Regions from separate parts of the Mus musculus genome. Here region 2 is linked to region 1. Evidence: chromatin contacts called from public Hi-C data. All regions are on one chromosome and are shown on one strand. Each heading gives the region's core, a stretch centred on a gene start, on an enhancer-like site or on the middle of the called end of the contact. The rest is flanking DNA. Distances are from core to core; before and after follow the strand shown. Region 1 overlaps Gm11437 (predicted gene 11437). Region 2 holds the start of Acaca (acetyl-Coenzyme A carboxylase alpha).

Region 1 (5,133 bases), core at 2,175-4,674:
GGACTTTTGGGATAGCATTGGAAATGTAAATGAAGAAAATACCTAATAAAAAAATGACCTTAAAAAAAAATAGAATATTCTTTTCAAGCCCAGAATAGTGACAAGTACCCCATCCCCCAACCTAGTGACAGACTTTTCTTATCTCGGTACTCAAACATGTGAATGCACTTGTCGCCTTGGGGCAAGATTAGCATGTTCTAAGCTTATGAGCATGGGTGTTTTGCCTGAATATATGTATGTTCATTCCTGGTGCCTGTGGAGGCCAGAAGAGGTCTAAGATTCACTCAGGACTTTATCCACTCCCCACAGGTGTGGTAGCACACACCATATTCCCAGCACTTGGGAGATGGAGGCAGGAGGATCAAGAGCTCAAGGCAGCCGGATGTGGTGGCACACGCCTTTAATCCCAGCACTTGGGAGGCAGAGGCAGGCGGATTTCTGAGTTCAAGGCCAGCCTGGTCTACAAAGTGAATTCCAGGACAGCCAGAGCTATACAGAGAAACCGTCTCAAAAAAAGAAAAAGAAAAACAAACAAACAAACAAACAAAAAAAGAGTTCAAGGCATGCTCCACTACATAGTGAGGTAGCTTGATATATAAGAGATCCTGTCTCAAACTTAAACATTCACTCAGGCCCCAGATCTCTGTCTAAATCCCTACCTCGTTAAAACATAATGAGATTCGTTGGGTTTGATTCAAGGAATGAACTAGAATTCCTGTGTATTTGGGATCCAAAGTAGCTGGACATACAGGGCCTTTTCCATTCAAGAAAATGTGGTAAGGAAGGAGTGAAGATGGGCACCCAGCTAGTGATTTTTAGGTGCTAAGCTCATAAGCACGGTGTTCACATAGTCACTGAACAACCATTGGCAGCAAAGAGGCAAACTCAGGTGTCCTTGATTTGTGTGTGTGTGTGTGTGGGGGGGTTCTCCTCAGCCATCCCTTGTTGATGATTTAGGTCATTCACACCCTTATTCATGTGTCCCTTCGACCTCCAGGTGAAACACAATGTTCCTAACTCTTCAGACTCAAAGAAAACGACAGACATCGCTATAATCTACCAGACATACTTCTGAGCTGTGCTTCACCTGACTCTGAACACAAGCACTGTCTTCTAGACCACCATCTCCTCAGTGTGAGTCAATACGGGATGACGCTTGAAGCTCTCACACTTAAATCTTCACGGGGACATTGTAATCCAACGGTATGCCAGGACAGGTAAAGGCGAAGCCTGGGGTGAGCAGAGCTACATCCATGCCTCTGCAACTGGCACGGCCATGTGCCTCTGCAATTCACTTTGCACATTCATAAACATTCATAAACCTTTCCATCCCAGAAAATGAAGATAAAGTCCTTGCCTCCAAGTGTTATGAATGGCCCTTGCTGCTTTCTCGGAGGAGAGACGAACACAGCCTCCCAAGGCCTGGAGCTGACAGCACGGCACACATCCCAGTTCCTCTTGGCCTCCCAGCTCTCCTCATGCTCATGCTGTCATCCACCTTCCATGGGGCACCTCCTCTCCCAGGGCTTATGACTTACGATTTAGCCTCTGTCACTACACACAGTTATCAACAACCTGGTGAAGGGAACCCAGCCTTAGGCATCCCAAGGCCCTTCTTTTTTTTTTTTTTTTTTTTTTTTTTTTTTTTTTTTGGTTTTTCAAGACTGGGTTTCTCTGTATAGCCCTGGCTGTCCTGGAACTCACTTTGTAGACCAGTCTGGCCTTGAACTCAGAAATCTGCCTGCCTCTGCCTCCCAAGTGCTGGGATTAAAGGCATGCGCCACCATGCCTGGCCCCCAAGGCCCTTCTTAATAAGTCATTCCTAAAGAGTTTCAGGACAGCAGAAATATAGCTTCACATGAAATCTGAAGGTTCAGGATTCCTAAAGTAGGTCTGATATTATGCTTTGTTTTCCTTTTTTTTTCTTTTGTGCTGTGAGCTGAACTTTCAACTCTCTTGCTTCAGCCTCCAAGAGGAGCTGGCAATACAAGTGTGCACCAGAAAGCCTGGCTGTGCCTTATTTAATTTTTAATTTTGTGAGACAAGATTTTATGATGTAGCTCAGGCTGGCCTCCAACTTGCTATGTACCTGAGGATCACCTTGAACTCCCGACCTTCCCACCTCCTGGCTGGGCATTATTTTACCAGTGAGCTGCATATGGTTTTGATAAAGGCTCTAGAACAAAATGATTGCGATGATGAGCCCTCTCACAAGGGCATAGCTATAAACAAAGTCTGACCTGCTAATCAAGAGTTCCGAGAGGGTTAGAAAGTCATGGCACATACCTTTAATTCAAACACTCAGGAGGCAGAGACAGGCAGATCTCTGAATTCATGGCCAGCTTGGTCTACAGAGTGAGTTCCAGGACAGCCAGGGCTACACAGAGAAACCCTGTTTCGTAAAATAAAACAAAAACATTGAGTTCAGTGGAAAAGAGAGCCAGGGCCTGAAGCAACTGAAGCAGTGGATGGGGCCGTCCTGCTGCTTTCCCTGTGATTGTGAAACCTTTCCAGTTGTCATGTATATGTGTACACACACGCACACATACATGCACACACACACTCCCAGATAACCTTCAGCTCATGATCCTCCTGTCTCCCACTTTTAGGCACTTGCATTACAGGCATGGCACGTGTCACCAAGTCTGGCAAGTGATTCTGTTTTCTTAGTTCTCAAGAAGAAACCAGAGACAAAGTCTAGCCTTCCTCCTTCCACTTTAAGTACTGTTCCCAACAGGATTCTTGAAAGTGTACTACCTAAGCAGGGAACAAGCTGAGCCAAGAGGAAAGGACAGATACAAGGCAATTGTGAGTCAAAGCTTCCTGGAAGAGCAGAAGAACCTCTCAAATTCCACAGAACTTTCAGGGCACAGCAGACAGGGGACACTAGACCATGCGTGGCCTTGGATATGTGAGTGGATCGTGTGTACCCGACTAGTGGCTCAACACCTCACGTTTACTCTGATACCCATTACTTTGCTTGGCCCTATATTTGAGAAGAAACAAAAAAAAAAAGCCTGCTCTTTCCCCAGTCTAGGAGGGGAGGCCATTAAAAAGACTCAATCTGATTCTAGGATTAATGCCAGCATTCATCCCTTCCGTCACCAACAGAATGTTCCCTAACCCGGAAACGTGAGATTTCCTAGAAGATGAGAGCCATGCTGGGTGCTCATCAGTTCTGCTCTTCTGTGAGAGTGAGACCTGGGTGACACCTGTACTGACTTGCTTCGTGGAAATTGACACGATCCAAACTGTGCATTCTGCTTGTGGGCAGTTGTCTTGGCAACAGCAAAGACTCTTCCAAGCATTTTTCCCACTCCCTAATCTGCTAGCCACTTTGAATCCCTCCCCTAGCAGAGGGAGGATTTGGAAACTAGGAGCTGAGGAGAGCAGAGGAGAAGAGGGCACTCCTGTGTGGACTTTGCAATGTGGACTTCAGTCTGCAGATTGCCCAGAGTCACACACAAATGCTCCGGTCATCATTGTAGACACACTCAATGCAACTGCCAGCAAGTCCTCTGCAAAGTGCCAAACTCCTGATGCAAATGGTTTCTCATTAAAGTATCTCATCAAAGTGTTTTTCTGATTACTAAAGTACATTCCCACTATTGAAATTTACACAAAATAATGAAGACTGTAAAGGAATAGAAGAATAGAAGTTACATTTAATCCCTCCTCCCACAGGTAACCAGTAACACTGATAGTTCTTTTATGGGCATTACAAATAGATGTGTATATGGTGAGAGACATATATTGCATAGCATGACACTCTCCATACCACTTTTAACCTGATGTCCCTTTTTCCCACTAGTACATTAGCACCATATTTCCAACTGGCACACTAATTATTTTGTGTGTATTTTCAGTCTCAAAGGGAGCTAGAAGCCTTTCTTTCTGAAGGGTTGGTGTGACCCTGATACCCTTTGCTTTGTTTTGCATTGCTCAATAAGGTCTTGTGCAGTCTAGCTCGCTGTAACTTCACAATGTGGTCGTCGACGGTGATCTTGAACTTCGGATTTCTCTCTCTCTAGCTCCTAAGACTGGGCTTGCAAGTCTGCACCACTCCACCTGGCTATATCCCAATTCAGTACTTTTCCCCCCTCTCACTCAGTAGCCCAGGCTGCTCTGAACTTACTATGTAGGACTGTAATTATCCTCCTGCCTCAGCTTTCCAAGTGCTGAGAATACACGTGTGAACCACCCGCTCAGCTTCTCAATACTTTTTTTGAGTCCAAAGATTAAGGCAAATTCTTACTTGGTGCAAACAAGACACATTTAAAAAACCTCTACTTTGAACTTTTGAAGCTATTGCCTAATGGCATTGAGTAAATGGCTGTATTTGTGGGATGTTAGAAGGATTGCTTGAGAGCCAGGTGCTATGGCTCAGGAATGATTCTAGCACTAGACAGCCGAGGCAGGAAGACTGCCAGGAATTCCTCCTGGCCAGCACGGACTACATAGTGAGTTCTCTGCCAATCTCGGCTACTTAGTGAGACCCTGTTTCAAAAGACAATTCCTTTCAGAAAAGTAATGGTATGCAAATAACCAGAAAGCAAAAGTGGGAACTATTTTAGAGAAAAAGGAGGTGGGGGTGTGTGTGGTAAGACTCAAGTATGAGATATACATATGAAAATGTCACAATGAAACCCAGTTTTTGTATGCTATGCAAAATAGAAAAGGGGCTACAAGAAAGATTTTTTCTTAAAAAGTGTTATTTTGTTAAACATAAATACAAAATATAAATATATAAAGGGCTAGAGAACTGTTCCTATTCCAGAGGAACTGAGTCTGGTTCTTAGCACCTATACCAGGCAACTCATAGGCGCCACCTGTAACTGTCATTCCAAGAGACCTGACACCCTCTTCTGGCTTCCACAGGTACCTACCTACATGCATGTGGAATTTATTTGTACACACCCACATACATGTACATTAAAATAACAAAAATAAATCTAAAATATTGTCAACCCAAAATATGTAGCAAATATATAGCCGTTTCTTCATTTTCAGATTTATTTATTGTGCATCCATGTTTTATCTTCATGTATGAATATGCACTATGTATGTCTGTTGCCTGTGGTTATAAGCTGACATGAGGGGCTGAGAACTCAACGTGGGTCCTCAACAAAAACA
Region 2 (4,581 bases), core at 1,327-3,826, 49 kb before region 1:
AAAGATTTAGTATGAAGCTAGTCTTTCTCAATAGAGGACTATGACATTTTGAGACTTATCTTTGATTATATGGGATGATATACTACATTACAAAAGTAGTGATGGTAGTGGTATTGAGACAGGATCTCCCTATGTAGCCTGGTATGTCCTGGAGCTCACTATGTAGATCAGATTAACCTCAAACCCACAGAGCTCTGCCTGCCTGCCTGCCTCTGCCTCCCAGGTGCTAGGGTTAAAGGCATGAATACCAATATATCCAGACCTATTGCAAAACTTTCAGCACCTCTCTCCTCCATATGTGATTGGTCTCAGCAGTTCTCAGCTCCCACACACTTCCAAATGACTTTGAGGGGAAAGATACCACCAGTACTCACTCAAGGGTCAACTCAAGTTAGTCATAAAGCTGCAAAACATGTTTATATAGTCTTAACTTCTAGTCCCTGATGCTAATGCTTCTTTTGACCTCAGGTTAGATATAATACTTTGTTCATTCACTCTAGAAAGCCAACCTTATCAGAAACACAAAAGAAAAAGAAAAAGGAAAAAGGAAAAGAAGAAGAGAAGGAAAAGGAAAAGGAAAAAGAAAAGGAAAAGGAAAAGAAAAAAAGAAAAAGAAAAAGAAAAAGAAGAAGAAAAAGAAAAAGAAAAAGAAAAAGAAAAAGAAAAAGAAAAAGAAAAGATTGTAAGGTCAGGCAATCAGAGTAAAACAATTAACAAAAATTCAACTGAGACATTTGAGTTTGAATTATCAACCTTAACCAAGTTATTTTTCCTCATCAGATCTCTACAAAAAACAAAAACATTTGGCTCATCAAGCAAGGTAGTGTGTGCCTGAAATCACAGTGATTAGGAGGTAAGCCAGGCCAAACCCAAGTTTAGGGTAAGCCTAAGACATAAGAGATACAGTACTGGCAATTCATAAATACAGCACTAAAACTTTAGGTAGGGCATTTGCTTCACTGCAAGTCCCAGGAACCATGAAATAAAACATAACTAAGTTGCTTTATTCTTCTGTCCTCCACATAGCTTAAATGGGAGTGATTATTAATATATACTAACTGCCTCATTTTACAGAAGCTACGATTCCAAGCCCCACAGATAACAACAATGAATTATCAAAATGGATTTTACTATAGAATCAATTCTTCAGTATATAAAAAGAAGCCTAATTATTTTATGACCCATTAATAACAGACTATCAAGATAATAACAGTAGCAGCAGCTACCCTAATTTGTGTTTATCTAGCTTAGAACCTCAATACTTACCCTCAATGCACATTAAAATCATCTAGCTAACATTTTGTTTGTTTGTTTGTTTGTTTTATTGCATATTTCTGTCTCTGTGTGTTCAAATTTCTAGAGATGAGGATAATTTCCTAAAGTTTACTCACAAAATATTTGCTCCAAAATCCTTAAACCTAAGAATTAAAAAGTAAATGACTAGCCTAAGTTGTCTAATCAGCCATCCATCAAAGGGTGTGGTGGCTTATACCAGTACCCAGCAGTCCAGTAGCTCTAGCACTCCCAAGCCAGGGCAGCAAGATTAGGAGTTTAATGTCAGCCTGGGCTGGGCTACATAGTAAGTTTGAGGCCAGCCTGAGTTATATGAGACCCTGTCCCAGAACAAAACAAAAAACATTACTTTAACATGAGTGAGGTAGCACACACTTCTAATACCAGCACTAAGAAGGTGGAGTCAGGAGGATCAAGAATTCAGGAGTTTGGAGGTACATCAGACCCAGGTTCAAAAACAAAATGTCCATAGCATAGTGTACAGTCTCAGCACTCAGGTAGCAAAAGCAGGAAGGTCTCAGCAAGCTCCAGGTCAGCCTGTTCTATATAGGAAGTTCCAGTCCAACCTGGGTAACAGAACCCTGACTCAAAACACAAAAAACAAAATGCCACGGGCTAAGGATGAAGATCAGCGGTTCATTCACCTAGCATGTATAAGGCTCTGGTTTCAGTTGCTAGCACTGATACGGGAGAGGAGGAAAGACTACAAATTTGGCCATGTCTGCCAAATTCCTATCACTCAATGAGAGTTGCAACATTATTAATCAAAGTACTACAGAAGCTGAAATTCTTCAACCAAACTCTCCTTCACTGGGTCATACTGAAGGGCCTAGTATGTATAAAGGATGGAAAAACTGAGGAGAACACGTAGGAAAAGATACTCCCCAAGCCTGAAAAGTGCATCATTTCCTAGTCATAGAAGATGGGCCAGGGAATGGAGGTGAAATTAATATATTCTTATTCCTTTCAGAACATAAGCAGTGAAAATAACAAGACAGATTAAACACATTAACCATGAAGCAATTCTTCTCACCTCATGTGAAAGGCCAAACCATCCTGTAAGCCAGAGATCCCCAAATCAGAAAGTGTATCTGAGCTGACGGAGGCTGGTGACAGGGAGCCCTCCTTCTCTTCTAGGTCCAGCTTCACCAGGTTACTGATCTCATCTTCTGAGTTGTCTTCAGACACAGACCCAATTATGAATCGGGAGTGCTGGTTTAGCTCCAGAGTTTTGGCCAACGGAGATGGTTCATCCATTATTCTTTCAAAATAAGCTCTCAGAGCTATGGGAAAAATTAAGAGAAAAGTAGGTTATAAGCAATAACCTATAGATGAGAACACACAAGAAAGTAAAGCATAAACCACAAGTGGCTTGGAAATAAGTCTGAGTCTAAGAACTGGCTTGCTTGGCTACTCTTTTTGGGTTTTTTTGGTTTTTTTAAAACAGGGTTTGTCTGTTTAGCCTTGGCTGTCCAGGAACTTACTCTACAGATCAGCCTGGCCTTGAACTCACAGAGATCCACTTACCTTTGCCTCCCAAGTGCTGAGATTAAAGCCTGGCTTCCATGGCTATTCTATTCCAGTATGTTTGTTTCCTCCAAGGGAGGAAAAGAGAGGTTGTGGTAACTATGCTTATAAATTAAAAGTTTTAGAAGTAGTTCTCACAGTATGCGCATTACCAATCTCTTCACAATTTCAGTGAGACTGAAGGAATAACTATACCAATGGGAACACTTTCCTGTAAGCAAAGCTGTTGTGAGACTGTGACTCATCTGTAGCAGCGTGGGTAAAGAGTGCTAAAGAGTTTAGCAAGAGTGGAAGTTGCTTGAAACTGGGTGGTTAAACTACATAATGATCACCTGGTGCCAAACACAATACAATGAAAGTTATGAATTTTACTAAACATATGTATTTAAAGTAAAACAACAAAACCTCGTGTGTGTACATGAGGTTTTTTTTTCAACTGATTATTTTAAAAATCTACCCCCAAATGTCTATTTTTGTTGTTTAGTTCTGTACACAGAATTGGTAGAGGGAGTGAATCTACTACCAAATTTTAAATCTGTATTCAAAGTGGTTGATGTGCCATCACAAACTCCATTTTTCTAGATAGTGGACCTTACTAGCTATCATCAGTAGATAATGAACAAACCTGACCAAAAATAGTTACCAGTTCAAAGCCCCATAAGAAAACAAAAACAAACAAAGTTAAAAGTATTCTTTCCCTTCAACATACTTATTTTAAAAACTTTAAATCATGGTATGGTGGCACATGCCTTTAATCCCAGCACTCAAGAAGCAGAAGCAGGTAGATCTCTGTGAGTTCCAGGGCATGAAACTATTAGAAGACAGATCTCTGTATTGTATTTCTTTTTTTTTTTTTAGTCTCCAAAGTGTATGGAGTTCAGTCTAAAAGACAACCAAATCATTAGAAGAAAAGGGGAGGGCTGGTGAAGTGGCTCAGCAGGTAAGACTGACTGCTCTTCTGAAGGTCCTGAGTTCAAATTCCAGCAACCACATGGTGGTTCACAACCATCAGTAATGAGATCTGACACTCTCTTCTGGTGTGTCTGAAGACAGCTACAGTGTACTTATGTATAATAATAAATGAATCTATGGACCAGAGCGAGCAGAGGTCCTAAATTCAATTTCCAACAACCACATGAAGGCTCACAACCATCTGTACAGCTACAGTGTACTCATATACATAAAATAAATAAATAAATCTTAAAAAAAAAAAGAAAAATTGAGTTAGGGAATAAGAGGAAAGGAAAAAGTGACATTCCAATACACTGACCATGTTAAAAATAATAAAAGATACAGCAACCGAGAGAATAAAAAAATGAAAGCTGGCCAAGTATTTGGAGAGGCAGGGAAGAGACAGCATCTCACAGTCAGGCTAACCCCAAACTTCTACAGCAGGGGATACCTATAGCTGGGATGACATTAGTACACCTCCACACCTGGCTCACAGCTGCTGCCTTCACAAGGGAACCAAGGCACACAGGTGTACATTCTAATTTATAATCTGACTGAAATCTGATGGTCACAAAAATAAAATAAAGTTCATGAGAAAGTAGTGACGCTTGGAGATCATGAAAGTAAAGAAGGTCAGCGTTAGTAAAATACAGTCCCTGGGCTGATGAATGAAAGGCTCAGCACAGCCCTTCATCCTGGCCCCTCCTAGCGGCCAGAACCCAGGCAGCCTTTTCTAAGGGCTGCACAGACTGGAAGCAGCCGTGTTTAACAACTGACGCCTGCCCAGCGGCAAGCACCTGTACGGAACAC

The links. A called contact is a pair of places that touch in the nucleus more often than the background predicts.
Region 2: a Hi-C map of liver shows a contact between it and region 1, with 2.0 times the contacts expected there. The contact joins the promoter of Acaca here to the enhancer-like site in region 1. A contact is called at or near these places in 4 of 39 promoter capture datasets (3T3-L1-derived adipocytes, cranial neural crest, embryonic stem cells and 1 more), 4 of 484 Hi-C or Micro-C datasets (the HPC-7 cell line, liver and nephron progenitors), 4 of 115 datasets of contacts at active chromatin or transcription factors (double positive thymocytes, embryonic stem cells, intestinal crypt epithelium and 1 more) and 3 of 9 other capture datasets (adipose tissue, liver and pancreatic islet).

The regions. Positions count from the first base shown.
Region 1 is chr11:84,144,567-84,149,699 of GRCm38.p6, reverse strand. Gm11437 (predicted gene 11437) reads left to right here. Exons shown (of 7, transcript NM_001037932.2): 7 at 998-1,339. The coding sequence ends at 1,075. It also overlaps a transcript of Acaca not described here. Among named protein-coding and RNA genes, the nearest start is that of Tada2a, 18 kb to the right of the region's middle. Within about 2 kb of position 3,424, at least 18 of the 459 cell types and tissues checked have an H3K27ac peak or open chromatin away from gene starts, as enhancers often do. A contact at or near this core is called in intestinal villus epithelium and liver, where this site is marked.
Region 2 is chr11:84,193,433-84,198,013 of GRCm38.p6, reverse strand. Acaca (acetyl-Coenzyme A carboxylase alpha) reads right to left here and starts at 2,576. Exons shown (of 54, transcript NM_133360.2): 1 at 2,327-2,576. The coding sequence starts at 2,550.